2 separate regions of the Mus musculus genome follow, and region 1 is linked to region 2. A link is a contact called in public promoter capture Hi-C data. All regions are on one chromosome and are shown on one strand. The core of a region is the stretch at or near the end of the contact, and the rest is flanking DNA. Distances in the headings are between cores, read along the strand shown. Region 1 holds the start of Fancd2 (Fanconi anemia, complementation group D2). Region 2 overlaps Lhfpl4 (lipoma HMGIC fusion partner-like protein 4).

Region 1 (6,717 bases), core at 1,676-4,175, 360 kb after region 2:
ATTTAGAATCATCACTCTAAAACTGTGAGGTGAACCAGGGCAGAAAACTGCATCACATAGTTACACTCAATCTGTACAAATGCAATGCTCTATTACCCTGATGACTTTGGAAAGGCTGTTTGATTTCTCTGATTTTCCTTTTAGTTATAAAAGCGGGGTTAGGATAGCATGCTTCGTTGTGAGGATAAAATGACAATTATTTTACAGGAATCAGAAACTGTTGAATGAGGCTGGAGCAATGGCTGAGCAGTTAACCCACTTGTTGTTCTTGTAGAGGAGCCTGGTTCAGTTCCTAGCTCCCACATGGCCGCTCACAACTAGTTTTCTATAACTCCAACTCCAGTGGATCCACCCCCCTCCTCTAGCCTCCGCAGGCACGACACATACAGTACATACACAATTCATACATGCAGGCAAACGCTCAATCACAAAGAACAAAACAAAAATACATTTTTTTTTTGAGACAGGGTCTCTCTGTTATGTAGCTCTGGCTGTTCTGGAACATTCTAAAGAGACCAGGTTGCCCTGGAACTCTCACATATCTACCTGCTTCTGCTTCCTGAGTGCTGGGATGAAAGGCATGCACCACCATGCTAGCAAAAGTAGATACTTAAAAAAAAACTAAATAAAATTTAAATTACTGAGTTTTCTCCACTCCCCATCTTCTTGTAGTTTTCAAGTCTGTACTAAGCTAACTTCCTAAGGCTTGCTTCAGGGGGCTGTCTCTAGTCAGCTCTGAAACTAATGGCACACAAAATAGTCATAGTGGGCACTGTTGGGAAAAAGAAAGAACCTAGGCTTGGGAACCACGAGATTTAGCTTAAAGTCATGAATTGTCATCATCCATTACTATTACGGAACTCTGTTAAAGTCTCAGTTTCTATAAAATGAGGACAGTATCAACCACATTGAGTTGCTTTTTGGTTTTAAATAAATTAACAAATGTTAAGTCCTTATCATTGTACCTGCTTAGAATGTTTCATAAAGCTGGCTTATTATTATTATTGCTGTTGTTATTATTATTATCAGCAGCAGAATAAGGAAAGACAAAAAAAAAAAAAAAAAAAAAGACAATCGAAAATACCCAAGCTGGACATTTTGGGGGACAGACTCTCATGTGCACCAGCCTGACCTCCAGTCTATAGGTAGCTTGCTTGAGCTTCTGATCTTCCTACCTCCATCTTTGAGTCCTGGCATTACAGGCTTACACTGCCATAGCTGGCTTATGCTGGGGTAAGGAACCCAGGGCTTCAAAGCCAGCTGTCCAAGCACTGTACCCAACTGAGTTACATCACAGCCTCATTGCAGAAGAAGTGTTTTTAGGGCTGGAGAGATGGTTCAGCCATTAAGAGCACTGACTGCTCTTCCAGAGGTTCTGAGTTCAAATCCCAGCAACCACATGGTGGCTGCAACCATCTATAGTGAGATCTGATGCCCTCTTCTGGTGTGCCTGAACACAGCAACAGTGTGCTCACATACATAAAATAAATCTTTTTTTTTTTAAAGTGTTTTTAATTTAAGGTGATCTTTAAATCACCAGCAAATGGAAATCCAGTATTACTTGCCACAAAAAGAAAGTAACTTTTAAATACGATAAAATGAGGTTTTTTTTTTTTTTTTCTTCTTCTTCTTTTTTTTTGGTTTTTCGAGACAGGGTTCCTCTGTATAGCTCTGGCTGTCCTGGAACTCACTCTGTAGACCAGGCTGGCCTTGAACTCAGAAATCCACCTGCCTCTGCCTCCCAAGTGCTGGGATTAAAGGTGTGTGCCACCACGCCCGGCAAAATGAGGTTTTTGTTTTGTTTTGGTTTTTGTTTTCTGTTCTCTGCAGAAACGTTTGAAACGTTTCTCTTCATTAAAGTGATTCCTATGTGATCTGGACAAGTCAAGGAACCAGCAGCACTGTCTTCAGCTAGTCTCTGAAAATGACTAGAATAAGTGATTGAAAACTGTTACTGATTTTAATGTGAAGTGGCTGAAGTTATGTCAAAGTTCTGTCTCCCACAGAAAAGCACTGTAAGAAGGCAAGTGAGGAGAGGAGGCAGGTGGAATGGTCCATCGCAACTCCTCACACGTCTCTGTGGTAGTCTCCAAGCTTTGGAGGCACTTTATACCTTAGCATCTCAGCAGATCACTACAGTTCTTTGGTAGTGTAGATTATGAAATTCACTTGCCTGGATGTTAGCAGGACTCAAGGGAATATTGCATCTGACTCTCAGTGGGTACTCTTAATAACGGAATGGAGCAGGATAGTTCAGAGAGAACCTCACTGACGGTTGGCAACTAGCCTAACAATATTAAGAACGTTTTCTTAAACACTTAGTACATGCAAGGCCCTGGGCTAAAGGCTTTTAGGTATCATCCAATCTAACATCTACATGCCTGCTCTCTCTATTAGGTAGGTACTGAGATTATTCCCATTTTACTGACAAAAATGAAACACAGCTAACCGCCAAGGTCAACCCGTAGGGGCGCGATGAAAACTCAGTTAAAGTGATACAATCAATCCCTGCACTTTCTTGACCAAGGTCACCCGGGAGTGAGGTCAGCAGGATAGGGTGAGGGTACTGACCTGTCAGACACTTGTTCCTGGGTGAGCTTCTTGTCGCTCTGCAGTAGGATTGACACGTAGTGGCGGATCATGCCCACGAAGAAAGTGATGATAACGATGGGCAGGACCACCCAGAGGCGGATGTTGGAGTCAAGCAGCAGCTCGGGCCCCGCCATCTTCGCTGAGAGTTCGCTGCGGGTCGGGAGGAGTTGGGTTCCTCCCGGCTTTCGGCTCCGGGCCTTCACCCGCCCCTCAGTCTGGCTGGCGTGGAATCTGGGGCAGCCTAGCTTTCTCCGCGCACTGTTTCCAGCTGGGCCGCCAGGCCGTCAACTTCCGGTGCGGGCGAGTAACGTCACGCCACGGCGCGGCTTTGATGGCGTCAGAGCGCCGTTCTTCTAGCGGGAAAGTCGAAAACGAAGGGAAGCAACTGGCGGGTCCCCAGGTTAGTGGCTTTTTAGGCTTTCCTGGGAGCGAGATGGTATCTCTCCGAAGTCAGACGGCCCTGACTTGTTCTAGTGTTTCCCTCTGAAAAGTGGCTGTCAGTGATTACATATTATTGTAGGAAACGCATAATAAGAAATCTCGTATAATAAGAAATTTGAACCTGTTTTTAGTTTTTGAGGCTTTTTTTTTTTTTTTTTTGGCAAGACTTATTTAATGTATATGTATGATTTGACCTTCTGTGTTTATGTGCACCACATGCATATAGGAACCCGAAGGGGCGCAGGATTCCCTAGAACTGGAGTTACAGGCAGTTTTGAGCCGCATGTTTGAATGGGAACTGAACCTGGGTCCTCTGCAAGAGCAGTAAACGCTCTTAATCCCAGAGCTGTCTCACCAGCCCAGGAACGTTAATCCTTAATAGAAACCATTGCCCTAGTCTGGAGAGATGGTTTGGAGGTTAAGAGCACTGGCTGCTTCTCCAAAGGTCCTGAGTTCAATTCCCCTTAACCACATGGTGGCTCATAACCATGTATAATGAAATCTGATACCCTTTTCTGATGTGCAGACAGAACATTGTATACACAGAAAAATAAAGAGAGAGAGAGAGAAGCTGGGTGGTGGTGTCACTTGAGAGACAGAGGAAGTTGGATCTCTGAGTTCGATCAAGGTCAGCCAGTCCTCAGAGTGAGAGAAACCCTGTCTCAAACAAAAGAAAGCAAAACAAAAAAACAAAACCAACCAAATAAAAAACAGTAATAATAATAATAGCCCATAGTCTTGGCTTTTAGGAGGTGGAGGCAGGAGAAGTTGCCTTTGGCTATGTATGAGTTCAAGACCAAACAGCTACACAAGACCCTAGAAGTTGAAAGTAAGACAAAACCCACAGATTCTGGCCTGTCTAAGAACCAAAAATAAATGAACAAAACAAGGAGTACAGATTCTGGAACCAGACTTTTTAGAGTTAGAACCTCAGCCCTTCCCCTGATTAGGAGACTAGTAATGGTATCTTTCTTAAGTTAGCATGTGAGAAATATGTAGATTATAATTAGAGCATATAAGACAAGGTTGTTTGTTTGTTGGTTATTGAGATAGGGCCTCACTGTATATCTGAAGCTGGCCTAGAATGTAACTGGTAACTATGTAGACCAGCCAGTCCAATTTACATGGTGGAATCCTGTCTTAAAAATAAATACGTACTAGAAAAATAGCTCAGTGGTTAAGAACACTTGCTGCTCTGCAGAGAATCTCGGCTCCTTTCCCAGCACCCACATAGTGGCTCATAACTATCTGTAACTTCACTTCTGGGGGCTCTAATACTCTCTTCTGGCCTATGCAGGCATCCAGTGTGTACATGGTCCACAGTCGTATGCACAGGCAAATCATCATACACCTAAGATTTAGATATTTTAAAAATAAAAATGACTGTCCTAGCACACACAAAGCTATGATGTTGAAACGGAAAACGTGTTCAGAAAAATTGTTCCTGCTTTTCTTCACTGCTCCACCTACAGGTAGACTAACGGTCCTCATAAGCTCTCACTCAATTCCCTGGCTTCTCTTCGATTGCAGTCACACAGACGTAGTTCAATACATTAAGACCTTGTAATGCTGTACGCCTCCTGCACGCTGGAATGATGTCTGTCTTGTTTTGCAATGTTTGATGTTTGTCTTGTCTTATACCTTCAGTCCTTAGCACCACCATGACACAGTACTGAAGTAACCTGTTAGAGAGCAGCTTAGGTGATGGTCTTGAGTCTCAGAAGACGAGTTATGGGCTTTCTCCTTTAGCAACAGAGAAGTAGCCTGGTGAAAGAAGCAACTTGGCCAGTTGTAGGAGTTGAAATGTGCTCAGCATTTGGGTGGTTTGGACAGCGTTAATGTGAAGACTCAAACCCTCTGCTTGTAGAGAGAATAGTTTTTAGAATGACTCCTAGTCTCCGATTATGCTGGTTCTTTTGGTGGTGGAGGTAAGCAGTGTGTATATCACTGAGCTAAATTTCCAACTCCTGGGTGTTTTTTTAAGGAAGTAATATAAGTGGCAGAAGACGTTAGTCAAAATGATTTCCAAAAGACGTCGGCTAGATTCTGAGGATAAAGAAAACCTGACAGAAGATGCCTCCAGTAAGTATCTACCCTTTTGTTGTTATATGTGAATCACAGATGCATGAGACAGGAAAAGATGCAGAACTCTTGCTTCTCAAGTGCTGACATCTGTTATGGATTACTGGAGAGAATACAGAGATCCTAGGAGCTTAAGGATTGAGTGTCTGCCTCAAATGCCACTTAGGGCTTTTGGATACCTTCTGAACTTCACTCTCCACCTTCATAAAAATAATTACTATTAAGCTGGGTGGATGATGCAGTGGTTAAGAGTACTTGCTGCTTTCATTTCCAGCTCCCACATGGCACCCACAATCACCTGTAATTTCAGTTCCAGGGATTCAGTGTCCTCTTCTGGTCCCAGAGGACACGGTACATTCATGTGGTACATTTAGGTTCCGGCAGGCAAACAGCTATCCATACAGAATAGAAATAAATCTTTTTTTTTAAAGATTTACTTATTTTATTTATATGAGTACACTTTAGCTGTCTTCAGACACAAACCAGAAGAGGGCATTGGATCCCATTACAGATGGTTGTGAGCCACCATGTAGTTGCTGGGGATTGAACTCAGGACCTCTGGAAGAGCAGTCAGTACTCTTAACCGGTGAGCCATCTCTCTAGACCAGAAATAAATCTTTGTAAAAATTCTTATACATTATCAATATTATCTAGATCCTAGAACACAAAAATAAGAAATATTCATCCTTTTGAACAACAAGTGGTCTGGGTGTGGTGAGACACACCTTTAATCCCAGCAGAAGGAGGGGATTGCTGTGGGTTTGATGTCAGCCTGGTCTATATAGTGAGGTCCAGGATAGTCAGAACTACAAGGAGAGACCTTGTTTCAAAAACAAAAAACAGAAGAGAAAAAAATAGTAACTTGTCTCCTTTTATTCCTAAAAAAGTAACGGGTAAATAAATGGTAGTGATATAGAAAGAAAAGTAAGCCACAAGCAAAGAAATAGTGAGAACTCAGTTAACAAAGGTCCTAAGAGTTCTGAAAAGGGGGCTGCGGGATGGCTCAGCCAGGGACGTGTGAAGACTTGAGTGTCATCCCCAGGACCACTGCAAAAATGGTGAATATGAGTTCCAGTGGTGAGGAGGTGGAGTCAGCAGGACTTCTCTGGCTTGCTGGTCAGTCAGCCTAGTGTACTCTGTGAGCCCCAGTGAGAGACTTTGTTTCAGAAATCAAGGTGAGGCTGTTGCAGTTGCTAACCTGGTAACTTGCTGGGCAGGCTTGGCAGCCTGAGTTCAGGTAGGAAAGAACGAACATCCTCCACAGCTGCCCTCCGACCTCATTCTCTGCTGTAGCGTACGTGTCTACACATGTTTTAGAAACACAGAGATAGCTCAGTAAAGAATACACGTTTTTGGTTTTTTTTTTTTGTTTTTTTTGTTTTGTTTTGTTTTTTTTTGGTTTTTCGAGACAGGGTTTCTCTGTGTAGCCCTGGCTGTCCTGGAATTCACTTTGTAGACCAGGCTGGCCTCGAACTCAGAAATCCGCCTGCCTCTGCCTCCCGAGTGCTGGGATTAAAGGCGTGCGCCACCACGCCCGGCTCAAGAATACACATTTTTAAAAACAGTGAGGACCTGCGAGGCGGGGACTACTTTAGACTTAGG
Region 2 (6,693 bases), core at 932-3,431:
TCTGTCTATCTGTCTGTCTGTCTATATATCTTCCTATCTATCTATTTTTCTATCTATGTATCTATCTTTCTATGTATGTATGTATGTATGTATGTATGTATGTATGTATGTATGTATCTATCTATCTATCTATCTATCTATCTATCTATCTATCTATCTATCTCTATCTAGGGGAGGGCATAGCCACTGTGCACATGTGAAGGTCACATAACCACTTTTGGGAGTTGGTTCTCTCCTTGTGCCATGTGGGTCTTAAGGATCTAACTCAGGTCACCAAGTTTAAGAGTAGACACTTTTACTCACAGAGCCATCTCTCAATCCAAAATCCATCTTCTTTTTTAAAAATTATTTTTATTATTTTTTAAATTATTCATTTTTATTTTATGTGCATTTGTGTTTTGCCTGCATGCATGTCTATGTGAGGGTGTCAGATCCTCTGGAGCTGGAGTTATAGACAGTTGTAAGCTGCCTTGTGGGTACTGGGGATTGAACTTGGATCCTCAGGAGGAGCAGCCAGTGCTCTTAACCACTGAGGCATCTTTCCAGCCCCCAAATTTGTTATTTAAAAAAATATATTTTTTAATTTACTTTTTAATTAATCTCTGTGTGTGTGTGTGTGTGTGTGTGTGTGTGTGTGTGTTGCCTCTGTGTGTGTGTGTTGCCTCTGTGTGTGTGTTGCCTGTATGTGTGTCTGTACACCATGTGTGTCTGGCGATCTTGGAGGCCAGCAGAGAGCATCATCTCCCCTGGAACTGGAGTTACAGATGGGTGGGAGCTGCTTCGTGGGTATTGGTCCTTGACAAGAGCAGGCTCTTTAACCACTTAACCACTGAGCCATCTCTGCAGCCTCCCAAAATTGTCACCTTTTGGCCCATTCATTATCACCATACCAAAGTAATCTTCCTGAAAATGTGAGCCCTGTGTAAAATACTTCTGTGAACTAGACCTGGGAGCTGCGGTGGTTTGAGTGTGGTGTTCCCTATAAGGCTTTGGTACTTGAATACTTGGTCCCGGTTTGGAGGCTGTTTGGAAATGATTAGGAGGTTGGCCTCCATGACAGAGGATGTCACTGGAGGTAGGGTTTAAAGATTTCCAAGACATCAAGTCACTCCTAGTGTGTTCTGTGTCCAAGCTCTTTGAAACTGCTCCAGGTTCCTGCCACCTGCTCTGCTCTGACATCATGTACTCTAACCTTCTGGAGCCAGAAGCCCCCAATAAACTCTTCTCTAAGTTGCCTTGGTCACACTGGTTTATGACTGTGAGAGAAATGTAACTGACACAGTGGCATTCACCTGTAATCCCAGCCCTTACCAGCTGATGCGGAAGGTTGCTTTGAGTTCAATCTACCCAGGGATACACACCAGGACCCTGTCTCAAAAACAAACAACTCCTGCCATGGGTGGTGGTGTACGCCTTTAACTTCTGTACTCGGGAGGCAGAAGCAAACAGTGTCCTCGGTCAGCCTGGTCCACACAGTGAGCTCCAGGCCAGCCAGGGATACACAGGTAGACCCTGGTCTACCCACCTCCAAATAATTAAGGAATCTTCCACCACTCTTAACTCTGAGCTCTTTCAGACCCTTGTTGACCCCCAGGCTTGTCTCTGACCCCTCCGCACCTCACATTTCCTGCTTCACCTGTCCTAGCTGCTTTCAGTCTCCCGGGGATATAATCCACCCACCTGTCACTCAAGCTGCTTTCTCTTCCACTGTGGCCTGCCTGTCTCTCGCTCCCACACAGTAAGATTTCCTCCGCATACGCGCATTCCACCAGAAGCCATGTTAGGTACCGCCCCTAAGAGCACCCACAAGAAGCTGGCATTCAGCAGAGCCTGCCATGTTCTGACATGCTCATCTCCACATCCAGACGCACTTTTAGAACAAGTCATTGTGTGCAGTATGTGGTCCACATGGGCAGCTCACACACGTGCCCCCAACCACCTGACCACGCCCTGGAATGCGGTGAATGTCGGAATTCTCATCTCTTCAGTGTGGATTTTTATTTTCTTCCCTTTGGGTAAGTGCTCTAGAAAGAGGTATCCTGGCTTCCCCGAGTCCTCACAAAAGAGTGGAGCACTGTTACTGTGGTCAGAATACCGCATGCAGAATCAAGACTGTGCCAGAGGGAGTATCCAGAGTGCCGCTGCTGCTGTCTCCTTTTGCCGTGTCACAGAACCCCGGTTTCATTTGCGTTGGCAACGTGCCCAGTTAATGTTTCTAGCCTCTTTCAGTTACATGTGCCAGGTGACTCAGTTCTGTGGCATTTCCAGGCAGCTTCAAGTGGCTCATAGATCAAATGACTGGAACACCAGCAGCTAACCTAAGCTATGAGATACTTTTTAAATTTTTATTAATTTATTAATTTATTGGGTTTCTCTCTCTCTCCCTCCCCCCCCCCCCCCCGTCTCTCCATAATCTCCCTATGTAGCCCTGGCTAGTCTGGAACTGGATATATAAATCAAGCTAGTGCCAAACTCACAGAAATTCACATGCCCCTGCCTCCTAAGTATTGGAATTAAAGGCCTGTGCCATCATGACTGCCCCCCCTTTTTTAAATTTGTATTTTATGTGTAAGGGCATTTTATCTGCATGTATGCACGTACTACAATCACATGCATGCCTGGTGTAGCAGGTCTCCTGGAACGAGAATTACAGATGCTCCTGGATTCTGAGAATTGAGCCCAGTCCTCTAGAAGAGAAGCCCTTGCCTGTCGCTGCTGGGCCATCCCTCCAATGCCAACCCCACGTCTGTGAGCGATGCTTGTGGAAAGGTGATGGCTACAGGGGACATGCAGACAGGACCCGGGCTCCTGCTCCCAACGTGGGCCATGGTCATGCTATAGAAATACCCAGACATTTTTTTCTTTCTTGAGACTAGATCTCTTCATGTAGTCTAGTATGGCCATGAATTTATAATCCTTCTGCTTCCGTCTTCTGAGTTCTGAGATCACAGGTATGTATTACCAAAGTTGGTTTTGTTTTGTTTTTTTTAAAGCTGTGGTAAAAGAAACTGTCATTAAGTCACACTGAACATTAGCACTCCATGAATATACAGCCATTGATATGAATGGAGGGTTGGGCTGTATCCCACCCATGAGGCCCTGGGTCAGGAGTCAGAAGCAGCAGCCAGCATGGGTGATATAAATTGTGTCTTTATTTGAACACCATTCCACCTGCACTGAAGCATAAATCCAGCAGCAGAAGGGGGCGGGACCAAAAGAAATGTTACCAAATTGGACAGTGAACATCTAAGACACATTCAGACAGAACTTACTAGTGGGGCACAGACAACACCAAGCTACCCTAACACACAGCACAGGTCCTTGGAGGACTGCCAGTCAGAGTCCTGGGATGGCTGGTGGCTCCTGCTCTCTTCTCAGGAATACCTCCTGTCCCACCCAAAAGCTAGCTCTGAGCCAGACAAGGGCCCCCAGAAGCCTCTCATGCTAGAAGGAATCCAGCCCTTCCAAGAGGGTTTCCCTTTTTTGGTTCATACCAGAGGCTGGAGAAGGACTAGTCCCTCTGTGCTCAAGAGGGACTCAACTTGTAGAAGCTTCCCCGTCCTCCCAAGCGCCATCTGCAAGCTGCCATCTTGGCTCTTGCAGGCCCCAGAAGGATGTTAATATTCCCCACATCCTCAGGCCCTTGGAACAGCTTTCCTCCATAGCTCTGGTCCTTAGAGGGCAGTGTTCTACTTCCCTCAACCCCAAGGACTAGTCTAAACAGTGCTCTGGAGCAGAGGCTGGACCCCATTGAAGCTATAACTGCTTTCTCCTCTCCCCTCTCTGTCAAGAGCAAAGAAATCCGCTAACACCAAACACCAGCCTCTCCATCCAGTCACAAATAGCTGAGGATTTTCAGGGACCCAACAACGGGAAGCTCTTGGTTAGTGATCAGAAACAGAGATGTTGATGTCCATATCCTATCCTTCCCCAAAGGCTAACACCAGCTCCCCGCCCTAACTGTCCTACGTCAACTGCCAGGAGGTCAGTTAGAGCCTCACCTGAGTTCTTGGCCGAAACATCCATTTTCTTTGTCCCTAACTCTTCTAAGCCTTCAAGACCACATTTTGGTTCCCATTGCTCCCTCTCTTCTTTCCCCGCGATACCCTGGGGCTCCTGCAGACTGCAGACCTCAGCCTGCCAGCCTGAAACTCCACACTGCACCGCTGGGCAGCAGCTGGTTGGCTGGAGAGTGGCAAGAACACTGGTAGACGACTCCTCAGAGGGAACTCATGCCCTTCCTCTCTGTCATTAGCCCACCTCTATCTAACACAGCCTGGCCTGCTCGGTCCCTTGTACACACACAGTTCTCTCCAAAGGATCAGAGCTACCGCAGACACCAAGAAGTCAATTCTATCCTGTCTGCCAAAGCACAAGGGACCCCCTGGGCAGCAAGTGTTCTTAGGAAAACAGGCTCTCCAAGCACACACATGGCTGCCCTCCTCAATCCCTAGCGTTTCCTCTTCACACACATACCCACTATCTTCTTTCTTCTCTACATTTTGTTCTTGCTCCCTGTGAATTACCCCTCCATTTCCCACCTCCCAGGTTTCTTCATCTGCTGCCCATCCATGGAAAACCCATTCTAGTTCTTCACTTCTCCATCGTTGTGTGTGCCTCTCCAGATCTCTCTCTCTCTCTCTCTCTCTCTCTCTCTCTCTCTCTCTCTCTCTCTCTCTCTCTCTCTCTCCATTCTCTCCATTCCTCCCTTTCCATGCCTGTCGCCTGTCTCCTGCCTCATCTTTACTTCGCCGGCTTTGCTCCTGCCCGCTTCTCAGTCAGTCACCCACTCCTGCCCCTCTCGCCACTACCTGGACCCTCCCCTCTGGTTTGAAGCTGAGGATCTGACTTCCTGCTCCCTTCTCCTTCTGACAAGGCTCCCCCACCCTCCCTGTCCATTCCCAGTCTCCTGGCTACCTGCTGAAGATGACTCCAGCACTCTGGCTCCAGGGAGGGACCAGGTTGGGACAAGAGCTGGGGAAGACAAGGGCAGTGGCCAAAGCTCAGGAGGAGGTGTCTACCCTGGAGGAGAGAGGAGAAAATGTGGAGATGGGATCTGGAACGTTCCAAGTGTCAGGAATTCTGCCAGGAACCAGCATCAGATTCCAGGTAGGGTCCTGCTGGGGCAGCCTTGGGTCATGGGCCTGGCTCAGGAATCCTAACTCAGCTCCAAGTCCTCTGAAAATGAACACAAGGACAGCAAACTCATAGACTAGCCGTTCTTCCTCTCTGGCTGAGGCCAATGTAACACAGGGAAGTGAGACGCCTCCTGGACAGCCTATAGGAGGCACACATTCCTCGACACAAGGACCAGGCAGCAGGCCGTGTCCTCGGAGACATTATGTTTGATGACGTTCGTCTGCCACCCCTCCACTGGAAACTGGAGGCTTTTCTATGATTAGATGGCTCTGCCACCAGATCCATAAGGTAGCCAAAGATGGTCAAAAACTACAACAAAATAAAAAACAAAACAACAACAACAACAACAACAAAAAACCACCTGGAATCTCCCTCGTTTTTCTCTCTGCTAAGGGGGAGGGAGGGGCCCCCCACTGCAGGAGAAGAGAGATCTTCTCATCTGCCCTTTCCTAACACACGCACACACACACACACACACACACACACACACACGCACACACAAACACACACATACATACATACATGCACACACATACACACGCACACACACACACACACACACATACACACATACACACACGCACACACACACAAACACACACATACACACATACACGCACACACATACTCACGCATACACACGCATACACACACATACACACACATACACGCACACACTCATGCACACACACCTACCTCAGCTCCAAGCACTGCCCATGAGGTTGCAGACCCTGGGCTTATCGCAAGGCGAGAAGTGGGCAAAGAGGAGAAAGAGGCAGGGACAGGGTAACAGGGCCTGGGGTGGGGACAAGGGTACCCTGTTCAGAGGTGACCTGCAAGTTCAAGTTAGGCAGAAAAGTATCAAAGACGCAAGACAGTCTCTGCCCTTGGCAGATGTCCAGGGTGTAGGAAGCATGAGAAGGAGAGGGGTAACCCCTAAGTCCCCACCTCTGTGCCCCCTCTCCACAGCCACCAACCCTGACAATGGGCCTGAGAAGTCTATGCTGTACAAAACAGGCCAGGCTCGAGGGGCCAGTCACCAGTGAGATATCCCAGTAGGGAAGAGGCCAGGCCAGCCTCAGGCTGGAACTAGCTTCCTCCTCCCACAGCCTCCAGAGCCCGTGTCTCCCCCTCAGACTCTGAGGTGATGAAGGACTACCAGCAGCAGGAAGGAAGACCCTATCCTTTCCCCCTCAGCACGGCTCAGATTCTTTTGAGAGCTGGGTGCAGGCTTGAATGAGGGAGGCAGAGGAGGCCCCGTTGGGGGGCTGGTGGCACCTGGAGCTTTGTGGCAGATGTGGTGGGACCATCATCAGCGAATAAAAATAAAGTAGGAAAGAGTCTGGCCCTCCTGGGGCAGTGTGTTGAGTAAGTCTCTTTAGGCGATCAGGACCGGCAGGCAAGGACGCAGCAGGCAGCCCTGCACACTGAAGGGGTCCAAGGAGATTGCGCGGCAGAGCGTCCTTTCCCTGGGGATCCCCAGGGACCTCCAGCTAGTCTACACAGGAGAGAAGGAAACCGAGGGACCAAAGAGGGAGGCCCAGGCTCCACTAG

Evidence for each region. Promoter capture Hi-C pulls out the DNA fragments that hold promoters and counts their contacts.
Region 1: a contact with region 2 is called in a promoter capture Hi-C map of neural stem cells. The contact joins the promoter of Fancd2 here to the enhancer-like site in region 2. A contact is called at or near these places in 4 of 39 promoter capture datasets (the C10 cell line, cranial neural crest, neural stem cells and 1 more), 1 of 484 Hi-C or Micro-C datasets (the THB-7 cell line) and 1 of 9 other capture datasets (embryonic stem cells).

The regions. Positions count from the first base shown.
Region 1 is chr6:113,528,757-113,535,473 of GRCm38.p6, forward strand. Fancd2 (Fanconi anemia, complementation group D2) reads left to right here and starts at 2,926. Exons shown (of 44, transcript NM_001033244.3): 1 at 2,926-2,992; 2 at 5,018-5,115. The coding sequence starts at 5,052. It overlaps Emc3 (ER membrane protein complex subunit 3), which reads right to left and starts at 2,882. Exons shown (of 8, transcript NM_175101.3): 1 at 2,572-2,882. The coding sequence starts at 2,726.
Region 2 is chr6:113,164,955-113,171,647 of GRCm38.p6, forward strand. Lhfpl4 (lipoma HMGIC fusion partner-like protein 4) reads right to left here. Exons shown (of 4, transcript NM_177763.3): 4 at 3,133-6,693. Among named protein-coding and RNA genes, the nearest start is that of Lhfpl4, 27 kb to the right of the region's middle. Within about 2 kb of position 2,182, at least 144 of the 459 cell types and tissues checked have an H3K27ac peak or open chromatin away from gene starts, as enhancers often do. A contact at or near this core is called in neural stem cells, where this site is marked.